Linked DNA regions of Mus musculus: region 1 is linked to region 2. The links are chromatin contacts, called in public ChIA-PET maps. All regions are on one chromosome and are shown on one strand. Each heading gives the region's core, a stretch centred on a gene start, on an enhancer-like site or on the middle of the called end of the contact. The rest is flanking DNA. Distances are from core to core; before and after follow the strand shown.

Region 1 (4,383 bases), core at 403-2,902, 330 kb before region 2:
TTACCTTGTTCCTTCCCCTACCACATTTCTGTGAGCCACAGCCGTCCTAGCAGATCCCACTTGTAACACTAGTGCTGACGATGTATCGGCAGAGCACGTGGGCTTTCCCCATCTCTTAGCACTCAGCACAGACTCCTGGTCACCAAGGCTGTATCCAGATTTCTCCCACCAATAACCAGACCCCCCAATCTGCACATTGTTCAGATTCAAATCGGTTCTGACAAACTGAGGCACAGCCCCAAGCCACCACTCCCCACTTTTGAAAAACATTCATTGATTATCATGTTGTGTGAGTGAATATGTATGTATGTGTGTGTGTGTATGTATGTATGTATGTGTGTGTGTGTGTATGTATGTGAGTGTGTGTATGTATGTATGTATGTGTATGTATGTATGTATGTGAGTGAATATGTATGTATGTATGTGTGTATGTATGTGTGCCGTGGTGCTTGTGCAGAACCTGCCACCGCCACAGTGACGCTTGTTCAAAGTTCCAAATTTGTTTTGACCATCCTCTGACCCAATGGGTGTGAATCAGGGCTCCCACAATCTGCTCTTAAGGTTTCATTAGTTTGTTGAGTGACTTACAGAACTCACAGGGGTCCTTACCAGTCTGTTGCACAATCTACAGATGAAAAGCTGCAGAGAGAAGGCACATGGGCATGAGAACTGCCCTCCAGCAACCTCCATGGGTTCTGCTGCCTAGGTCCTAGACTCTAGGAGCTCCCAGAGACCTGTCTTTGCCTCAGAGTTTTTATAGAGATTTCATTATGTAGGCATAGACACTGGGTTAAAGCACTGGCCATTGCTTAACACGGAGGAGCCAGTACCTGGAAGCCAGGAGTTGATGGAGAAACCGTATTTGAAGACCTGCCACCTAAGAATGTGTCAGGAGCTAGCAAGCATGTCTGTCTCCCTCCCAGACACACGCACTCGGGGAACTTGGTTTACAAGGGGTTTATCTAGGAGAGGATACCACATGTAGAATTGGGTCTTCGTCCTTCAGGGTGTGTGCCGTCATCTTTTTTCCGGCCACAGTGGACCTTGACTTTGTGGAGCATGGTGCCCACCATTCTTGAGATGGGCAAATGAGTGCAGTGCAGCCTAACCCTCCCTGCGCTGTGTGCTGCTGATGCACTGGACTAGGGAGGAGGGTGGCTCATACTCCGATGTCACCCGAAGGTGAGCAGGTGCTCTGGGCTCTGAATCTGAAGAGATTACTTAGTAGTCACCCCTTAGCCACTGCTAATTGAGTTTAGAATGTGGAGCAGAGGGAGGGGAACAGCTCCCCAAAGGACAGTTGCCAAAGCAGGAAGCCACTGCTTACAACTGGCCAGAGGCCCAGGATTGCAGGAGTTGTGAGCTGATCCTAAGATCAGGAGCACCACAGTACCGTGGGAAACTTCATTGCCCAATCTCTTACGCCATCCCTGGGGACCAGGTCTCCTTCCTGACCCTCCTCGGCTGAAGCCCCTCACTAACCCCCTTGTCCATACACCAGCCATTGAAGATGAGTACAGCGGGCCCAAGCTTGAGGATGGCAAAGTGACAATCACCTTCATGAAAGACCTCATGCAGTGGTACAAGGATCAGAAGAAACTGCACCGGAAGTGCGCCTACCAGGTAACACCCACTCCTGTGCCACACACACCTGGGACCCGGGAATGGGCCTGCCACTGCCAGCCCGCCTAGGCCAAGGCGCTGTGCTGGGCACTGTGCTGAGAGCTACACTGACCTCATCTGATACCACAGCACTTGGGCAGAGTGTCGGGCAGAGCTCAGAGCTTCAGGAAGCAGAGACAGAGGAATTCTTGAAGAGTGTGGTTGGCTTAAGTTGGGGACAGGAGTAAGAGAGGACGTGCATGGGCTGGACAGGTCTCAGATTATAGAAGTCATTTCTACAACAGAACTAGACACACGTGCTGCCTCGCCTGTGATGAGGCCGCTGCCTTCCCCTGGTGCTTAGCCCTAACAGAAGCCACTTCCTGTGCTACCAGCCTGAGCAACCATAACCCCGCTCGGGGGCGGGGGACGGAGGCTGCTTGTCACTCTGTAGTGTGATTCCTTCAGGATTTTTTTTTTTAAGATTTATTTATTTTATGTATATGAGTACGCTGTAGCTGTCTTCAGACACACCAGAAGAAGCTATCAGATCTCATTACAGATGGTTGTGAGCCACCATGTGGTTGATGGGAATTGAACTCAGGACCTCTGGAAGAGCAGTCAGTGCTCTTAACTGCTGAGCCATGTCTTAAGCCCCTGATGATGATGTTTAAATGACACATAGGCCAGATCAGATCACCACTTGAGGGCCACCTCTCTTGTCCCTGGGTAGCACCCAGTAGTCCAGGCATCTGAGGCTTTCTGTGGGCCTCTGAAGGGTAGCAGCTTTTACTCCCACCCCAGCCAGCCACACTTAAAGTCTGGCCTGTCTTCCAGATCCTAGTACAGGTGAAAGAAGTCCTCTGCAAGCTGAGCACGCTGGTGGAGACGACGCTGAAAGAGGTGCGCCCAGGATGGCAGGGTGCATGTGGTCTCAGCGGGGCAGCAGTCGGGAGGTCCCCCAGCTCAGGACCTCATTAACCCACCTGAGCGTCCTTCCCTCCTCTCTGTACCTGACAGCCCTCCCTCCCCCTTGTCTGCCTTCCTCATTGCTGTGTCCCTCCCATTGTGTCTTGCATGAATTTTCTTGGTCTGTTGTGACCTCTCACCCCTCATTCCCCTCTGCCCCCTCCCCACATCTCTCTCTGGGCCCCTCCCTCTCCGGTGGCCTCTTTTCTTTCAGACAGAGAAGATTACAGTGTGCGGGGACACCCATGGCCAGTTCTACGACCTCCTCAACATATTTGAGCTCAACGGTTTACCCTCAGAGACCAACCCCTATGTATCCTCAGCACTATCCCATGTTGACAGGGGGACCCCACCAGAGAAGAACATAGGGACCTCATCTTACTGATACCGAGTCACCTGTAGGCCTCACCCCGCTTCTCTCTCGCCTGCTACAAAGTACCACACAGGCAGCACTAAACCCTGTACACCTGTCCACCCAGCCCTTCCACCCAGCAGGCCATCTCTCCTGTCCTTCGTCTGTACCATGGGGTGATAGGGTTTTCTTCACAGGGTTGGGGGGGGGGGTTTGAGCAGGATGCTGGTTTGCCTTGGGTTTCTGTTTTGTTTTGTTTTGTTTCGGTTCGGTTCGGTTTGGTTTGGTTTGGTTGAGTCTCCTGCTGGTCTTGAGCTTTTGACCTCCCATCTCCTTCATGCTAGGATTGTAGACATGGGCCACTACACCTAGTTGATTAAGTGCTGGACATGAAACCCAAGGCTTTGTTGTGTTCGGCATCCTTTCCACCCACTGAGCCACACCCCAGACTTTTCTCACATGTTTGACATGGGATAGTTTCTGTGTAGGGTTCCTAGGCTCTGTGCTTTTGGGAGGTAGGACCTGTCCCCTGTAATTTGAGGACTGCTCTTAGGGAACAGCTGGCTGCCTAGGCTCTGCCATTGCCTTCCTCAAGACAGGTGAGGTTGTTTCCTTGGGGCTTCAGTTCAAAGGCAGACCAGGGATACACCCCCTTTGGAGATGGAAGCCTTGGAGCCAAGGGAACAGGACTGCGCCCTCCTGGCCCATCTGCCATCTGAACCACAGCTTCCTTAACAAGAAAGATATTTAATGGCGATTTTGTGGACCGTGGTTCCTTCTCCGTTGAAGTGATCCTCACCCTCTTCGGCTTTAAGCTCCTGTATCCAGATCATTTCCATCTACTTCGAGGTGAGGAGGGTTTCTCCTTCTCTCCTGGGCTTCTGTCTTCATCTGTAAAGCCTAGAGTAGTATAGCCACGCACTTGGTGAATTCAGCAAGCCTGTACACCGCGGGGCCACCACATAAGGTTGAGCAGGTTGTGCACCACCCCAGTAGCACCACAAGAGGTGGCAGCACTTGCCATAGGCAGCTCAGTGTGGTGGTCACTGTGCCCTCTGCTGGCAGATGCCAGACAGAAGGTTCAAGGACGAAAGGTGCCTTTCTCTAATGCACACACAGCAGTGTGAACAGCCTCCTGGGGACACTAATCTAAGCACAAAGGTCCATCTGAGTACTGAGCTGGGCTCTCATTATCAAGGTTCAGTGCCAGCCAGCTATCATTGAGCAATGCCATCTTGTCCCCAGGTCTGTACCTGAAATTACCAGATAGGTATATAATAAATAAACTGGAGGCTGAGGGTCCTCTCTTGTTCTTCTGTTATGGCCAGGCAACCACGAGACAGACAACATGAACCAGATCTACGGGTTCGAGGGCGAGGTGAAGGCCAAGTACACAGCCCAGATGTATGAGCTCTTCAGCGAGGTGTTCGAGTGGCTTCCGCTGGCGCAGTGTATCAATG
Region 2 (4,269 bases), core at 1,252-3,751:
ATCAGAGAATGGGAAATAAATCCAACCAAAATTCAAGGACCATCTACCTCAGTGAAACTCTTAGAAGAGTCCAGTGGTGTGAGGCTTGCAGAGATATTCCTTCTAAGGTGAAAGATAAGTTATTGCACCTGGCGCCTCCCACCACCAAGAAAGAAGCATAATGTTTAGTGGGTCTATTTGGATTCTAGAGACAGCACATTCCTCGTTTGGGTGTGTTACTCAGGCCTATTTACCAGGTGGCTCAGAAAGCTGCTAGCTTTGTGTGGGACCTGGAACAGGAGAAGGCTCTTTAACAGGTCTAGGCTGCTGTGCAGTCTGCTCTACCACTTGGACCATATGACCCAACAGACCCGATGGTACTTGAGGTGTCAGTGGAAGATAGAGATGCTGTTTGGGGCCTCTGACAGGCCTTTGTGGAAACTGAACGTTTGACAACAGGACACCAAGTTACCAAGCCACCTGAACTGCCCATTATGAGCTGGGTGTTATCAAACCCTCCAAGTCATAAAGTAGTCTATTATCAAATGGATGTGGTATATATGTGATCAGGCCCGAGCAAGTCTTGAAGGCACAAGCAAGTTACATGAAGAAGTTGCTCAAATGCCTATTGTTTTTACTCCTGTTACAATGCCATCTGCTGCCAAGCATGTGCCTATAGCCTCATGGGGTGTTCCCTATGATCAGTTGACTAAAGAAGAGAAGACTAGGACCTGGTTTACTGATGGCTCTGCACTTTATGCAGGCACTGCCCAGAAGTGGACAGCTACAGCATTACAACCCCTTTCTAGGACAGCCCTGAAAGATACAGGTGAAGGAAAATCTTCACAGTGGGCAGAACTTCAGGAAGAAGAAATGGCCTGATGTTTGATTGTTCACAGACTCATGGGCTGTAGCCAATGGATTGGCTGGATGGTCAGGAACTTGGAAAGATCATGATTGGAAAATTGGTGAGAAAGACATCTGGGGGAAACGTATGTGGATAGATCTCTCCAAATGGGCAAAGGATGTGAAAATATTTGTGTCCCATGTAAATGCTCATCAAAGGTGACTTCAGCCGAGGAGTTCAATAATCAAGTGGATAAGATGACCCATTCTGTGCACAGTCAGCCTCTCTCCCCAGCCATCCCTGTCATTGCGCAATGAGTACATGAACAAAGTGGCCATGGTGGCCGAGATGGGGGTTATGTTTGGGATCAACAACACAGACTTCCACTCACCAAGGCTGACCTGGTTACAGCTGCTGCTGAATGCCAGATCTGCCAACAGCAGAGAATGACACTGAGCCTCAGATATGGCACCATTTCTCAAGGTGACCAGCCAGCAACTTGGTGGCTGGTTGACTACATTGGACCACTTCATCTGTGGAAAGGACAACATTTTTTTCTTACTGGAGTAGATACTTCTGGTTATGGATTTGCCTTTCCTTCTACCAAAACCACCATCTATGGACTTACAAAATGCCTTATCCATTGTCATGGTATTCCACAGTATTGCCTCTGGCCAAGGAAATCATTACATAGACAGAGAGGTGTGACAGTGGGCCCACAATCATGGAATCCAGTGGTCTTACCGTGTCCCTCACCATCCTGAAGCAGATGGTCTGATAGAAAGATGGAATGGCCTATTGAAGATGCACGCAGTTACAGTGCCAATTAGGTGGTGTTGGAGTTTGTCAAAAGACCCTCACTCACAGAGACCACAGAAACCACCATCACTGCAAACTGCATGAGGATTTTTATTATTGAGCCAACATGTTGGGGACTCCCCTCTCAGCACACAGGCCAGAGGAGAGACCTAGAACAAAGAAAGAACACACTTTTTATACATTTGTAAGGGACAGATTTGAGCAACAGGGTAGCTGGCTTATTTTCATTGGTGTAGCAAGTAGCCCTTTCAGGCATTGGTTGGTTTGCACAGTGACTACCTCTGGCCTAGTGACTCACTTTGCTTGCCCCCATGGTAGGTTACTATGCATTGGTCAGCAAAGCAATAGTACATTTTGAACTTATGGGTCAGCTATTAACGTCACAGCTATTAAGTCATGGCTATCAACATCAGGGGAATTCTAGCAACAAGGTCAGGGTGGTTTGTGGTCTTTCTCAGAATTCAGTGTGGGGTGGGGTAGGGGGATTTTTCTTCTGAGAACTGTTATTTTTGTTATGGTTATTTCTCTGAGAACAGCTAACATTATTTTGGTAGCTGTAAGCTTAATCATTTTGACTGCTAAAACTATGTTTTTACTTTATTTAGTCAGCCAGCTTCCTTATCTGGCTCTGCACTTGGCCTGCTAGTACAGTTTGGAAAGTCCTTTTCAAAGGGGAAAGGGTACTGGGTGGTCTTGAATTCATTTTGGATATTACAGTGGCAGCAGCATGGAGGGCTAGGGAAGAGTCCTTCAGAAGGCAGTATATGTTTTGAATAGCATCCTATATGTGGTACAGTGTAGGGTTGTGGGTCCACAGGGCATGGCTGCTGGGTGAGGCAGGATGCTGGGAGTTTGACTGTGGTTATCGCACCCCATTGCCAGGTGGGTGTTGAGTCACAGAGAAGCCCCCAGAACACTGCTCCAGGGTTGGGAAAGAGCAGTCTGAGGTACAGGAACAGCTGGAGCTGACTCAGGGTCCCTGGGCCTGCGAAGAGGCTGGGGTCATGGAATCCCAAGCTCTTGGACACCCAGGCGCCACTGGAAGTCTCAGAAGAACTGAGAACAGAATCTGGGCCCTCAGGCTGGATCTAACCCTAGGCTGGGGAAAAAAAGAGAGGAGCTCTGGCAGGGCGGCAGCTTGGGCTTGGTGGTGGTTGTGACTGGGAGTGTAGAGAGGCCATCTAGGAGAGATTAGACAGCGGCTCTGTAGTCAAAGGCCTTCTCCGTGGCTCCCCACTGCGGATCCAGATGAAAAGAGATGGTCTGTGGTCCCAATTCATTTATTGTCATGGTGGAAAGTAGATGTGTAAAACTGTACCCCACTTCTCAGGGTGGGCCTGAGATTAAATACCTTTTGCAGGGAGGAATGCCTGTAAAGGAAAGCTTATTGGCTAAGACTCCAGGCCTCTAGGTACCTCATTAGAATGGAGATCTATCTTGAGTCTAGGTGAGCTATGGTCACGTCTCTTTTCCTATTTTCTTGGTCTTTCGAGCTACATGTGGAAGGGCTTGGGGTGTTGCCCTTATGTAACTGATGGACACAAAACTATGGGGAGCTAAGATGAAGGCTACTGTCTGAAGAGGTTCTGTGGCCTCTCCTCCATCCCTTCATCCCCTCCCCTCCTCCCTCACTCCCCCACCCCCTTCATTTTCATCATGGTGAGGCTCTTCTCCAGGGTTCTCCTCTCCTTCCCCTGAGCCCCTGGCACGTCTAGACTCTGCCACTTCCTGTTGTTTCTGAATAATCCTCTTCCTCCACTCCAGGCCCCACCTCGACCTCAGACCCTCTATCTGAACAAACCCTGCTGAGGGAATTATTTCCGCTTCCTGTGCATGTGGATCTCCCACCTGTAGAGGGTAAGAGGTCCCTGTGCACACAGGTAAGCCTTGGAGAAGCCAGGAAAGTTAAACACCCAGGCTTGTCTCTTCAATGGAAGGAGGTGTTTGCCTGTCTTCCTCCAGGAACGCAGGGAAAGGGTGTAGTTTACAACCTGCTGGTCTCTAGCTCTCTGTAAGGCCAGCTGCATTGAGTCTCTCAGAGTACTATGTGTGTGTGTCCCTGACTTCCCCCTGCAACTTGAGCCTTGCTTCTTAGTCTATACGAGCGAGCATCCTCATGGCAGTGGTCACTCATACTCTACATCAGCCTAAGTGAATGCTATGTTATCTCAGGGTCAGACGTTTTGTTTACCTCAGCCATTCTCCACAGACCCTCATCTTGAGCACTGTCTGTAAGTCACCAGAACCCATGTTCATGGAAGAAGCTGTATGGACTCTGTAGAGAGTCTCAATGTCACCATGCCTTGAGCTTTGCTGTACCCTTGGGACTGAGTTAGTTATCATCAGGAAACTTTCCCCCCAAATCATGATGTGCTGCTTAAATATAGCTAAAACCACCTAGTGTCAGGCTCCAGAAGTTTGTCCCAGCAGCGTCTGTCTAATTCTGGCTGAACTGAACTTCATTCTGACCTCACCCGATTGTCTCCCTGCCTACTGATGGGTTCAGCGGTCCCACACCCACACTGATGGCTTTCTTATTTATGATACTGAGAGGAGAAGCCCTTGTTATCAGGGTGACATTTGTTGGAAGAGAGGAAGGGAGGGAGAAGGGGAAGGAGGGAGGG

The links. ChIA-PET counts read pairs in DNA pulled down with a chosen protein or histone mark.
Region 1: an RNA polymerase II ChIA-PET map of memory CD8 T cells shows a contact between it and region 2, with 12 read pairs. The contact joins two enhancer-like sites. A contact is called at or near these places in 1 of 39 promoter capture datasets (pre-B cells), 1 of 484 Hi-C or Micro-C datasets (pro-B cells) and 1 of 115 datasets of contacts at active chromatin or transcription factors (memory CD8 T cells).

Annotation. Positions count from the first base shown.
Region 1 is chr7:17,007,115-17,011,497 of GRCm38.p6, reverse strand. It overlaps Ppp5c (protein phosphatase 5, catalytic subunit), which reads left to right. Exons shown (of 13, transcript NM_011155.2): 4 at 1,502-1,623; 5 at 2,440-2,505; 6 at 2,786-2,884; 7 at 3,667-3,772; 8 at 4,252-4,383. Among named protein-coding and RNA genes, the nearest start is that of Ccdc8, 15 kb to the right of the region's middle. Within about 2 kb of position 1,652, at least 47 of the 459 cell types and tissues checked have an H3K27ac peak or open chromatin away from gene starts, as enhancers often do. A contact at or near this core is called in memory CD8 T cells, where this site is marked.
Region 2 is chr7:16,679,528-16,683,796 of GRCm38.p6, reverse strand. No RefSeq gene overlaps it. Among named protein-coding and RNA genes, the nearest start is that of Ceacam15, 6.0 kb to the right of the region's middle. Within about 2 kb of position 2,501, at least 21 of the 459 cell types and tissues checked have an H3K27ac peak or open chromatin away from gene starts, as enhancers often do. A contact at or near this core is called in memory CD8 T cells, where this site is marked.